Linked DNA regions of Callithrix jacchus: region 1 is linked to region 2. The links are chromatin contacts, called in public Hi-C maps. All regions are on one chromosome and are shown on one strand. Each heading gives the region's core, a stretch centred on a gene start, on an enhancer-like site or on the middle of the called end of the contact. The rest is flanking DNA. Distances are from core to core; before and after follow the strand shown. Region 1 holds the start of GPRC5B (G protein-coupled receptor class C group 5 member B). Region 2 overlaps VPS35L (VPS35 endosomal protein sorting factor like).

What was found. A called contact is a pair of places that touch in the nucleus more often than the background predicts.
Region 1: a contact with region 2 is called in a Hi-C map of skeletal muscle, with 5 times the contacts expected there. The contact joins the promoter of GPRC5B here to the enhancer-like site in region 2. A contact is called at or near these places in 3 of 3 Hi-C or Micro-C datasets (induced pluripotent stem cells and skeletal muscle).

Annotation. Positions count from the first base shown.
Region 1 is chr12:21,314,172-21,320,164 of calJac240_pri, forward strand. GPRC5B (G protein-coupled receptor class C group 5 member B) reads right to left here and starts at 1,766. Exons shown (of 5, transcript XM_078344827.1): 1 at 1,604-1,766; 2 at 742-926.
Region 2 is chr12:21,025,402-21,031,261 of calJac240_pri, forward strand. It overlaps VPS35L (VPS35 endosomal protein sorting factor like), which reads left to right. Exons shown (of 32, transcript XM_078344797.1): 10 at 4,636-4,732; 11 at 5,736-5,783. Among named protein-coding and RNA genes, the nearest start is that of VPS35L, 59 kb to the left of the region's middle. Within about 2 kb of position 2,885, at least 2 of the 16 cell types and tissues checked have an H3K27ac peak or open chromatin away from gene starts, as enhancers often do. A contact at or near this core is called in skeletal muscle, where this site is marked.

The DNA.
Region 1 (5,993 bases), core at 516-3,015, 290 kb after region 2:
TCCAGTCACAGTCCTTCCAAGTAAAGATCCCCGTCCCCTCGCCTCCCCCGCCCAGCCTTCTACGGCTCCGCTCCCACGGCACAGGATTCCTCTCGCCCAGATCCCGCATCTCCCCTAGCAATGAACTCCCTGGCTGGGGATGGAGGGACGCTTATAAAAACACAAGAGGCGGACCCTCCCCATCCTCCGAAATCCACGGCGGGAAAAGTTTCTGGGGTCCCCACGGTGTCCTTCACCGTATCCGCGCCGCTCGCACTCACCGACCCCCGCGACCCCGCAGCGCCGACGCTCCCGCTGGCCTTCGGCCCGAGTCACATCTCTGCAGTACGGCCGCGGCCCCCGCTACACGCACACCGGCCTGCGGGTCCAGCTTCACTGCAGCGCCTGCCAGAGCCGCCGCCGCGCGAGGCGCCCCCTGGCCCGGCCCGCGCTACAGCAGCGGCCGCGGCCCCGCCCCCGCCCCCGGCCGGCCCCGCCCCCGGGCCTCCGCTCCCCACCCCGGTCCCCCCAACCCCAACAGTGGTTCCGCGCGGGGCTAGGCGCCGCCTGCCTGCACCTCCGGGGCCCAAGCTTGTGGCTTCCAGCCCGGATCGCTGAGACGATCACCCCCACCTCCCGTGTCCCCAATTCGGGGACATTTGCCCCACAACCACAGTGCGCCAGTGAACAGTCCAGACGAGCCTGCAACTCCCCAGGGTAGATCCATTTGCAGGAACACCCCCCTCCGTCCAATACACTTACCGAGTGGGACCGCGACCGAGGGGTACGGAGGGGTCCCAGTGCAGGAGGCTTCCTGTGCCCAGGCCACGCTCCAAGGTGGGTTCATAAGCAGTAACTTCCCCGAAACACACCAGCGCCGGGTCCAGGATGCGGAGAGGATCAATCCCGCCGAATATCTTCCAGAGTCACCAACGCCCAGGTGTACACTTAGGCACACGCACACCGTTAGGCCTCCTCGAGGCAGGTTCCCTCCTGGACACACTCCTCTCTCTCCTCTGTACCCACCTCCCAGGTGTCCTTGTCCCCTAACGCACACTGAGCCCAACACCCGCGTCCTCGGCGCCTTCAAACACACACGTCCACACGGGGCATCCCTCACGTGCGTCCCTACGCAGGATCGCCACCACCCCTACCGCACACATCACCCACGTACGCACACATCCACAGCCTTGCAGGGGGCACACGCTCTGCAGGCGTTCAGGGCACAGCCCGGACGCGTGTCTGCGGGGAGGCCGTGGGACTTGCTTTAAGGAGGGGTACGGGACAGCCTTCCGCCTGGGCACGGAGTCCCCCTCACCCTGTCCTAGTCCACTGGCCTCTCCGAGGTCGGCAATGCCTCGCCCAGGCTTGGGAGCTGCGCTCCCACACCCCATATAGGGCTGGTTACCTGGGTGACCTTCGGACCAGCAAACCCCGGGCAATTTCAGGTGGCCCCCCGAAAACCAGAAACAGACCTTTGAGCAGCATCCCTTCCCCGCACTCCAGATTCTCAGGGTGAGATTTCCTCCCCCACTCCGCGGTTCCCACACCGCCCGCCCCCCCCCCGCCCGCCCCCCCCCCCGCCCCCACTCGTCGTCACAACCCTCCCAGCCACGTAAGACACCATAGTAAGAGGACAGACTCCTGCTCCTCTCTCCCGGGGGCTGCAGGAAGGTGGGACGAAGAACCCTGCCCTCTGGGAATAGTTTCAGTCTCTGATCTTTGGGGACAGTGGCCTTCCAGATACTCTCCCATCCCTTCCCGCAAGCCTCCAGCCTCCCAGTTCCGGTCTCGGTTAGGCCACATCCCCCTTGGGCAAGTCTCTCTGGGATACCTTTTATTATAGTCAAAGGAAAATGGAAGGGAAGAACCATAAAGGCAGTGTTCCCCCTCCCCGCGACTGGTTTATTTGCGTGGATCCTCAGAGCCTAGAACAGTGCCAGGTACACAGTAGGTGTTCATCAAACATTTGCAGGACGACCCTTTCCTAGTGTGTTCCCGCCAGACTGCTCATTTGGAAAGTGGATGAGCACTGCCACCTGGTGGCAGCTCTTGGAACTGACGCCGAGATCCTTTTGCAAACGCAGGCAAGTTCACTTTTGTGAGCCTCAAGTCCTCAATGTCTGTGAAATGGAGATTTTTTTGATCGTACGTGCCTGTTGGGGTTGTTGTGAAGGTCTAACACATGTTACATGTAAAGTGCTTCACGCAGGGTCTGGCATGTGGAAAGCCCTTAGTATGAAATGATTAACACTGCAGTTAGGGTTACATTCCCTTTCCCACTAGTTTTACAGAGGACCCTGACTGTGATGGTCAGTTTCGCTTTGGGTGATGACACCACAGGAAGCACAGAGTGAAAATGAAGGAGGACACTGAGTGACAGGGGCATTCCTTCCATTCCTTCCATCCCTCCAAAAAAGTTCAAACACCCATGGATGATAATAATAAAAGTAATAGCTGAGCACATAGTGCTTGCTGTGAGCTAGGAGCTATTCTAAGTGTTCTGAATTATTTTTTCTTTTCTCTCTCTCTTTTTTTTTTGAGATGGAGTTTCACACTGTCACCAGGCTGGAGTGCAGTGGCATGATCTCGGCTTACTGCAATCTTCACCTCCTGGGTTCAAGCGATTCTTCTACCTCAGCCTCCCAAACAGCTGGGACTATAGACACCCACCACCATGCCTGGCTAATTTTGTACTTTTTTTTTTTTTTAGTAGAGATGGGGTTTCACCATATTGTCCAGGCTTATCTCGAACTCCTGACCTCCTGATCCACCTGCCTTGGTCTCCCAAAGTGTTGGGATTACAGGCATGAACCACTGCATCCGGCCTTAAATTCTTTAACTCATTTAATTTTTCCAATAACCCTTTAGGCCAGAAACTATTATTCTCCCTATTTTACAGATGGAGACACTGAGGCTAAGAGGAGTTAAATACTGCCCCAGGGTTAGACAGTTGGCAAAGACAGAATCCAATCCAGGCCATCTGACTCCAAAGGCCATATTCTCAACCAATGGTTAAACTGGTGTCATTTGCTGCCAGGTCAGACAATGTCACAAGGAGCCTCACCTCCTGGGAGAGTTCACCACTGTCTCAGGGTGATCAAACCCAATCCCAGGGCCAGGTAGAAAGGGTGTGGCCCCTTTCCCTTCTCCCTTCCCTTCCTTTTCTCCCGACTCGACTCTGTCACAGAAGCCACTCTCTATCTTCATAGAAGGTTTCTGCTTTACCCTTTGGGAGGCTGAGGTGGGCGGATCGCCTGAGATCAGGAGTTCGAGCCCAGCCTGGCCAAGATGGTGAAACCCCTTCTCTACTAAAAAGATAAAAATTAGCCAGGCATGGTGTCACATGCTTGTAATTGCAGCTACTTGGGAGGCTGAAAAGGCAGGAGAATCGCTTGAACCTGAAAGGCAGAGGTTTCGGTGAGCTGAGATCGCGTCATGGCACTCCAGCCTGGGTGACAAGAGCGAAACTCCGTCTCAAAAAAAAAAAAAAAAAAATGGTTTCTGCTTTGCCAGTTTACTACTAGAAGGTCCCTTGCTGTGTCCCCAAAACAAAGGAACTGTCTGCCCCCAAGCAAACTCAAGCCTCTACCCCTATGTAAAACAAAGAATGATTTGAATGGTTGCAATTCTAGGTTATGTATTTATAGGTGTCTATGAACTTCCCTGGTGGAGGTTTCAGAAATGTCAGACTATTTATCTTTACTCAGTTATGAAGCTTAGAGTGATGTGGGATCCACTTTAAGAGAGAGGGCAGAGGCCGGGTGCCGTGGCTCATGCCTGTGATCCCAGCACTTTGGGAGGCTAAGGCAGGTGGATCACCTGAGGTCAGGAGTTTGAGAGCAGCGTGGCCAACATCATGGTGAAACCCCGTCTCTACTAAAAATACAAAAGTTAGCTGGGTGTGGTGGTGGGTGCCTGTAATCCCAGCTACTCAAGAGGCTGAGGCAGGAGCTGTCTGAACCTGGGAGGTTGAGGTTGCAGTGAGCTGAGATCACACCACTGCACTCCAGCCTGGGCAACAAAGAGCAAAACTCCGTTTCAAAAAACAGAGAGAGAGAGAGAGAGAGAGAGAGAGAGAGAGAGAGGGAGAGAGAGAGAGACAGAGAGCGCGAGTGAGCGCAGAGGCAGAGCCTGGATGTGCCAGCCCGAGTCCAGGCTCTAACCACTGCCCTATCCTGCTATCTTACCCCTGGGCAGGAATCCTATGATCAGCTATACTTTCTCTTAGTTTTTCCTTAGTACACTGTGATGTGCTTCCAAATCACCCAGGTTCTTGTCCAAATGAACATTCTGGTTCAGAGGGAGGGAGAGGATTCTGTACCCCCAAAAGCTCCCGGTGGACTGCCAGAGCCAGGACTGCACTCTCAGTGGTAAGATCTTGGCCTGGCCCTTCTCGGTCCTGGCTGCTCATGAGAATAACCTGAGTCAAAAAACAAAAAAAAAAAGAAAAAAGGGTGTCTGGGTACTTCCCTGGACCAATTCAATTAAATAAGAATCACCGGGTCTGCAGGCTGAAGCAGCCTCGGACCATTGCTAAACAGGGTGGGAGGAGATTCAGAAACACTGAGGATGAAATCTCCACATGGCCACGTCTCCTTAGAGAAATCACTGTTTTTCTGCATCTTGGTTTCTGCATCTATGAGAGGAAGGGGCTCATATAGTCTCCACCTGTTGGAGCCGTGTGTAGCAGCCAGGTGATCTCAGTCAGTGCCCAGTAGGGGTCGGGTGTCGTTTTAATTTAAAAGGGCTTGGAGAGTTGAGTCAAGAGACCAAACCTGGTTGCTAGTTACTTGTTATTCTTTTGGTGAGTACTAATTGGGTGAAAACATGAAAAAATGCTTGTTTCTTTTTGCTCTGTTTTTTTTTTTTTTTTTTTTTTTTTTTGAGATGGAGTCTTGCTCTGCTGCCCAGGTTGGAGTGCAGTGGTGTGATCTGGGCTCACTGCAACCTTCACCTCCCGAGTTCAAGCAATTCTCCTGCCTCAGTCATCCTAGTAGCTGGGACTACAGGTGCACATCACCACACCTGGCTAACTTTTGTATTTTTTAGTAGAGATGGAGTTTCAACACATTGGTCAGGCTGGTCTCGAACTCCTGACTGTAAGTGATCCACCTGCCTCGGCCTCTCAAAGTGCTGGGATTACAGGTGTGAGCCACCGCGCCTGGCCTCCACTCTCTCTCTTTCCTCAATGTACCAAGTCGTTCTTGAAGTGTTGTCCAGGGAACCTCTCCGCCCATCTGCAAGATCAAAACCGTTTTTGTAATAGCAATAAAACCTTATATTCCCCTTTCACTCTCATGAGCGTACAGTGGAGTTTCCCAGGGGCTTTTGGATATGTGATTCTGCAACAGACCGATGGCGGGAGCAGATGTGAAGGTCCTGCTGTTTTCTATTAAGTCAGGCATTTCAGAGATTCTGAAAAATGTAAACTATCGCTGTGCTTCTCACTCACGGCTTTCTCTTTTGGAAAATATAGTCATTCTTCATAAAACCTTTTATGTTAACATGTAATAGGTTTATTGTATAAGTACTTTTAAATTTCTTTAGCTTTAATTTGAAATAGGGTGAATTTTGGTAGGTATTTACCTACCAATATTACCTCTCCAAGTCCTTTAATTTTATTTATTTATTTATTTGAGATGAACTCTCACTCTGTCACCCAGGCTGGAGGGCAGTGGCATGATCTCAGCTTGCTGCCAACCCTGTCTCTCAGATTACTGTGTCTCAGCCTCCTGAGTAGCTGGGATTACAGGTGTGTACCACCACACCTGACTAAGTTTTTGTATTTTTAGTAGAGATGAGATTTCACCATGTTGGCCAGGCTGGTCTTGAACTTCTGGCTTCAAGTAATTCACCAGTCTTAGCCTCCCAGAGTGCTGGGATTACAGGTGTGAGCCATCACACCTAGCCTCCAAGTTCTTTTAAATGAGAACAATAGCTCTTAATTTTTACTGGGCACTGACTCTGTCCGAGGCAGGATATAAAGTATCGGCATATACCTAAACAAAAAC
Region 2 (5,860 bases), core at 1,635-4,134:
ACCTTTTTAATGTGGCTCATGTGGGGTTTCTTTGGGGCCCTCCATGCCACTGTGTCACACCTGTGATGATGTTTTTTTCAACAGTTCCTCCCATGTCCTGGGCATCTCAGGGTTGGAGGCAGTGATCTGGGAAAGGCAGGCAGAGGCCAGCCCAAGTGGAAAGGAAAGTCCTTCTCTGCCAGCTTGAGGATTTGAGAAATATGAATCCATTTTTTAAAAAATTATGATTATGTTTTTTCTTGAGACGGAGTCTCGCTCTGTTGCCCAGGCTGGAGTGCAGTGGCATGATCTTGGCTCACTGCAACCTCCACTTGCTGGATTTAAGTGATTCTCCTGCCTCAGGCTCCTGAGTAGCTGGGATTAGAGGCACACGCCATGGTACCCAGCTAATTTTTGTATTTTTAGTAGAGATGGGGTTTCACCACATTGGCCGGGCTGGTCTTGAACTCCTGACCTCAGGTGATCTGTCTACCTTGGCCTCCCAAAGTGCTGGGATTATAGGCTTGAGCCACCACACCCGACCAAATCCATTCATTTAATTCACACTTGCCAGCATGTAACATGCTGTATCATCGGCAGTAAACTTGAGCCAACAGGTAGGATCGAACCAAAATAGGTATTTTTTTTTTTTTTGCAATGACGTCATTAAAAAAAACATTTTTGATACAGGCTGTAATTCTTCCTATTGTTGTGTACCCAGCCTCTTTAAAATTTTTATATTTATCTGCCTGGCCCCCAGAGGCATTTGAGTTTGTCCCTACTGCAATATAACCTTCCTTCTCCCGGTCTTCAGTGACTATACAAACAACACTTTAGGGCCAATTAAGGAAAAATTACTAATAACTAACTCCCTGCCTAAACTTAAAAGTTCAAAACAACAGGCCAGTCCTTGTTTAGATATGTTAATTATAACACTTTTATCACCAAAATTCTTTCCTTTCTAACTATTTTCGACCTTGAGCAAACAAAATCATTTTTTTAAATGCTATCATTGTTTGTAAATCTTCATCTGTTTGTGTTCATTCCAGTTCCAAGAACCTGAAAAGAGCAGTAAATTATTTTTTTTCCAAGTTGTTGGTGCTCTGAGGAATGACTGTTAAGTATAATTATCATGAAAGCTTTGGAAATCTGTGCAGAAATCTGCCCAAAGAGATTATGTGTGAAGAGAAATTTGGTGGCATCTGTACTCATTCTTTCCATTTGAATCAAGTTCTGTTGGGTGAATTTCATACTTGAGCCCTTTGGGTGAATTTCATACTTGAGTCCTTTGCCTTCAGGAGTTGTAACTAAGGTATAGCTCTTCTGAGTTGAGAAAGGCACAGTATCTTATGGGTGCATGAAAAGCACACACTACTAGTTGCGGTCATTTTCTCTCAACAGTTCTTAATCCAGCATATGTGTAAAGAGGCCAGGGACTCTGACGTCAAATCATTTTATTTCCAGTTTGGGAGAAATAATTTGGGTTTATTGTATTATGGTTCCCATGTCATCTTCTCGGCATTCCCATCTTCAGTCTTGCCCTGTGGCTATTGTGGGCCACATCGGGATAAGCAGTGGCCTTAACTGACCTGGCCTTTCCAGCACATGCTAACTAAGATGGTGCCAATCCCTATAACACTGTTATGTAAAGAGACCTCTTGCTGCTAGGGTAGAGACTTGGCAAATAAATGAAAGAACTAGACTCATTGGTCTCCTGCCTCCTCTTAAAATATCCACAGAAGTTCAGGTTTGAAAAAAAGCAGCACCATAAAAGAAAAATAAGTGGGTGCTAGAAAGGGAACCTCTGTTCTTGGTTATATTAAAGTGTCTTCTGAATTAATTTCCAGATTTTGACGGATTCCCCACATAGCAACCCAGGTGCTAAAGTATAAACTATGTCATGTCATGTCACTCCTGTGCTCAGAACTCTTCAGGGGGTTTCTGTTGTGTTTAGAAAAACTCTCAAACTCTTCACCAAGGCTTCTGATGCTGGCCACACCCCATTCTCCTCAGCAAATTAGGTTGCTTTTTGTTCTTTGACCATAGTGAGGTTATACCTACCTCAGGGCCTTGCACTTGCTGTTTTCTCTCCCTGAAATACATTTCTCCCACATCTAGGCCTGGCTGACTCCCTTTCCTAATTCAGGGCTCAGCTCAAATGCCGCATCTGTGGGAGCCTTCTCTGACCACTGCATCTAATGAGTCCCCTCCCCTAAATCTCACTCAAGTCACTCTTTATTTCAGTACCTAGTTTAATATCTTTAATAGTACTGACTGCTGTTAGATGTTATCTTACTTGTTTGTTTGCTTATTTTTTTTTCTGTTTATCGTTTGTCTCTCCCGACTGGAATGTAAGTTTCCTGAAGATAGGGTCTACTGTGTGCACTATCTCCCTAAAGCCTAGAACATCACCTTTAGTTAGGCCTTAAAGCATCTGTGTTGGGCACATGAAGTAAAGGAGTATAATACTTAGTTTGCTATAAGATCTTAAAGTCCTGCATAACATAATCCTTTTCCTAAATTATCTCTTGAGCTGGAAGGAAAGCCTACAGATTCTGCTTTGGTGTATGCAGATTGTCGTATAGCTTGCAGTCAATGTGTGTATGCAGGGCAACCTGCTTTTAGCCTGATTTCCAACTCTTTCTGGCAACCTGAACCACTGTTTGTTTTAGGCTTTGCTGAACCTCGGTTCCTTCAACTCTAGAGTGAGAGATTTTGTAGATGATCTCAGAGACCTATTTTTGCTTTTGGATTTTAAGCCACAAAATTCAGTCATAGGAAGGGAAATTAACACTGCTCTTCCCTTTCCCCAAAGAGAAGATTGACAAATGAATTTAAGAAAAGCTGCTATCTTTTTCTGTCTGAATCTCTTGAAAGTAGGAAAAAAGTTACTTCATCTGTACAGATTCAGGCCAGAAAGGGGAAAATGGTCATTTCCCATCCTTTTGAAAATGGTAAGCAAATAGTTCCCAAGTGAATGAAGCATGCCAGACTTCCAAAAATAGATTGAGGAGATTGCAATTTCAAAATATCTGCAGTTGTGATTAGTGACTGTTCTCTGCTAGGGAAGTACCTAGAAGTTTGTCTGTTTTGCTGATTCTATAGGAATTTTGATCACCTTAAGATACCAACAAGTGACAGAATCAGGGATGAAAATGACTCATTGCAAAACAGGATGAGAGCCAACAAGCTAAGAATCATTTGCTGTATTCTAAAGTAATTATCTTCTACCTTTTATTTATTCATTTATTTTTTAGAGACAAGGTCTTGCTCTGTCTTACTCTGTCTTACTCTGCCTGGGCTGGAGTGCAGTGGCTTGATCATAGCTCACTGTAGCCTCAAACTCCTGGACTCAGTTGATCCTCCCACCTCAGCCTTCCAAGTAGCGGAACTACAGGTGTGAACCACTGTGCCTGGCCAGCTTCTCTCTTTCTGAATTAATCTAAAAGTATAAAACACCCAGTGGTGGGATCTTTGCCAAAATCATTTAGAAGAAATCATTTCCATATGAGAGCTTAACAGTGGCCTTCATGATGTTGATGTTTTGTTTTGTTTTTTCTTTCATTTCTCCATATTCTCTTTCATTCCTTAAGATTATGTCAAGTCCAGAACTGTGAGAAATTTCTGCTGTTTAAAAATATGTATGTCAAAATCAGCATTGGTTTTCAGTTCTAGAAAACTTGAAATAACAGTAATGAGGGTCAGGGCTGTTGGGGCAGCTAGCCCCTGGTACCAAGGATCCTCACTTGTGTCTTGTTGCTCTCATGATTCAGTATGGCTGCAGAGGTTCCAGCTGTCATGTCTGCATTCCAGTCAGTGTGCAGGAAGAAGGAGTGAGGGAAGGCAGGCCCCTTCCCTTAAAGATACTTCTCAGAAGTTGCCCTTCTATTTATATATCCTGGGACTAGAACTTGACCCACGTGACCACATTTAGCTGCAGGGATGGCCCTGTGCCCTGCAGAAAAAATGCAGGTTCTTTAATTAAAGAGGAAGAGAATAGCTAATGGAGTAAACTGCCAGTTTCACCACAAGGTGACGAGTCTTGGAGCTGGTCTTGAGCTGGCAGCATAATTCTGGCTGATTTCTCACTTCAGGGGCCTTGCTCTACCTTCCTCTGACCCAAGTGATATATAGAGCAAAAGCTTAGATCAGATTTCATGTTGCAGTCTCAGGCCCCTGAGGCATCTGGAATTCTCAACAATGTTGTCTTAGTTACTGGTGGGTAACCAAGAACCTCTGGATTATATTAGAGGCAGTGGCTAACAATGTAGGCTGCAGGGCCAGACTGCCTGGGTTGAATTCCAGCTCTTAGATTTGCTTGCTATGTGCCTTGGGTGAGTCACTGCATTCCTCTGTGCCTTGAACTCTGCATGTATAAAGGAAGATAATAAAAGTACCTCAGAGGGTTGCTATATGGGATCAGGTGAGCTGTCTGTAAAGCACTGTGACCAACACTTGGCACTTAGAAAGCCTGTGTTTGTGTAAACTATTGTTATCAGTTGCTTCCTAATAATGATATTGGGAAGGAAACACACAGGCTGAGTAACCCACACCCTTTTCTGCTCCAGGATAATATGTTCCCATCCTGCGACTCACAGCAGCTATAAAAGATCCTGAGATTTAGGAGGGCTGATGAGTCTTGTTTTTGTATTACAGATCACTTTTCTCCAGAGAATGCAAATGACACGGCCAAGGAAACATGCCTAAATTGGTTTTTCAAGATTGCTTCCATCAGGGAACTCATTCCGAGATTGTATCCTTTTTTTTTCGGTCTGATGATTTTGAAGATAGGCCAAAGAGTTGTACTGTTAATAGAAGCCATGTGACGGGATGTCCTGACATTCTTGTTGAAAATTTGGTCCCGTTACAGTTCCAACCTGAAAATACACGGCAAGCCACACTGTAGAAGCCGTTGGACTCTCGCTCTCTCCAAACAGTTACTTTTACTTTTTTTTTTTTTCTGAGATAAGGTTTTGCTCTTGTTGCTCAGGCTGGAGTACAATGGGGCGATCTCAGCTCACTGCATCCTCTGCCTCCTGGGTTCAAGTGATCCTCCTGCCTCAGCCTCTCAGGTAGCTGGGATTACAGGCATGTACCACCACGCCAGCTAATTTTGTATATTTAGTTGAAACAGGGTTTCTCCATGTTGATCAGGCTGGTCTCGAACTCCTGACCTCATGATCCACCCGCCTGGGCCTCCCAAAGTGCTGGGGTTACAGGCGTGAGCCAGTGTGTTCTGCGTATTGTCTTTTACTTTGAATATGATGCCATGTGTCAGCTTTTGTTTCCTTGAGGAACATTCCCACGTTAATTTTCTCAATTAAAATGCTTCATATTTGTGTTTTCTCTGATTCCAAGAGCTTGAAAGAACAGAGCCAAGCTTTGCAGGGCAAATGCCAATATTGAAGAACAGAGAATTCGACTTATACATAAGTTGCATCTTGCTATCTGAAGTTCATTCTTTCCCCATAAAGCCTTGATTAGACATACTCAAAACCCAGTTTATATTTCATCATGCAACTATGAGTCAACATGTAACATTTGCCACAATTTATTTTAAATAAGTATGAAACTTTGGAAACTGTATGTGGAAACCATAAGCTCCCTTGGTTCTTTGGATTCTCTGGATTGTTGAGGTCCATTGTGGTCCCGATCTCCTAAGACCTGCCTACTTCTTCTGTTCTGGATTGTTTAGTCTTTTTCCATAGAGAATAGACCTTCTGGAAAATGTCTTCCTTAACAGGATGTTTTTGTAGTTACGTGGAAGCATCCATCCTGAAATGTAACAAATTCCTCTCCAAAACGTAAGGCTCTTCTGTAATATCTAGAACCATAACATTTCTGAAAATCTCCTGTGTGTACACACACAGTAATGGCAATG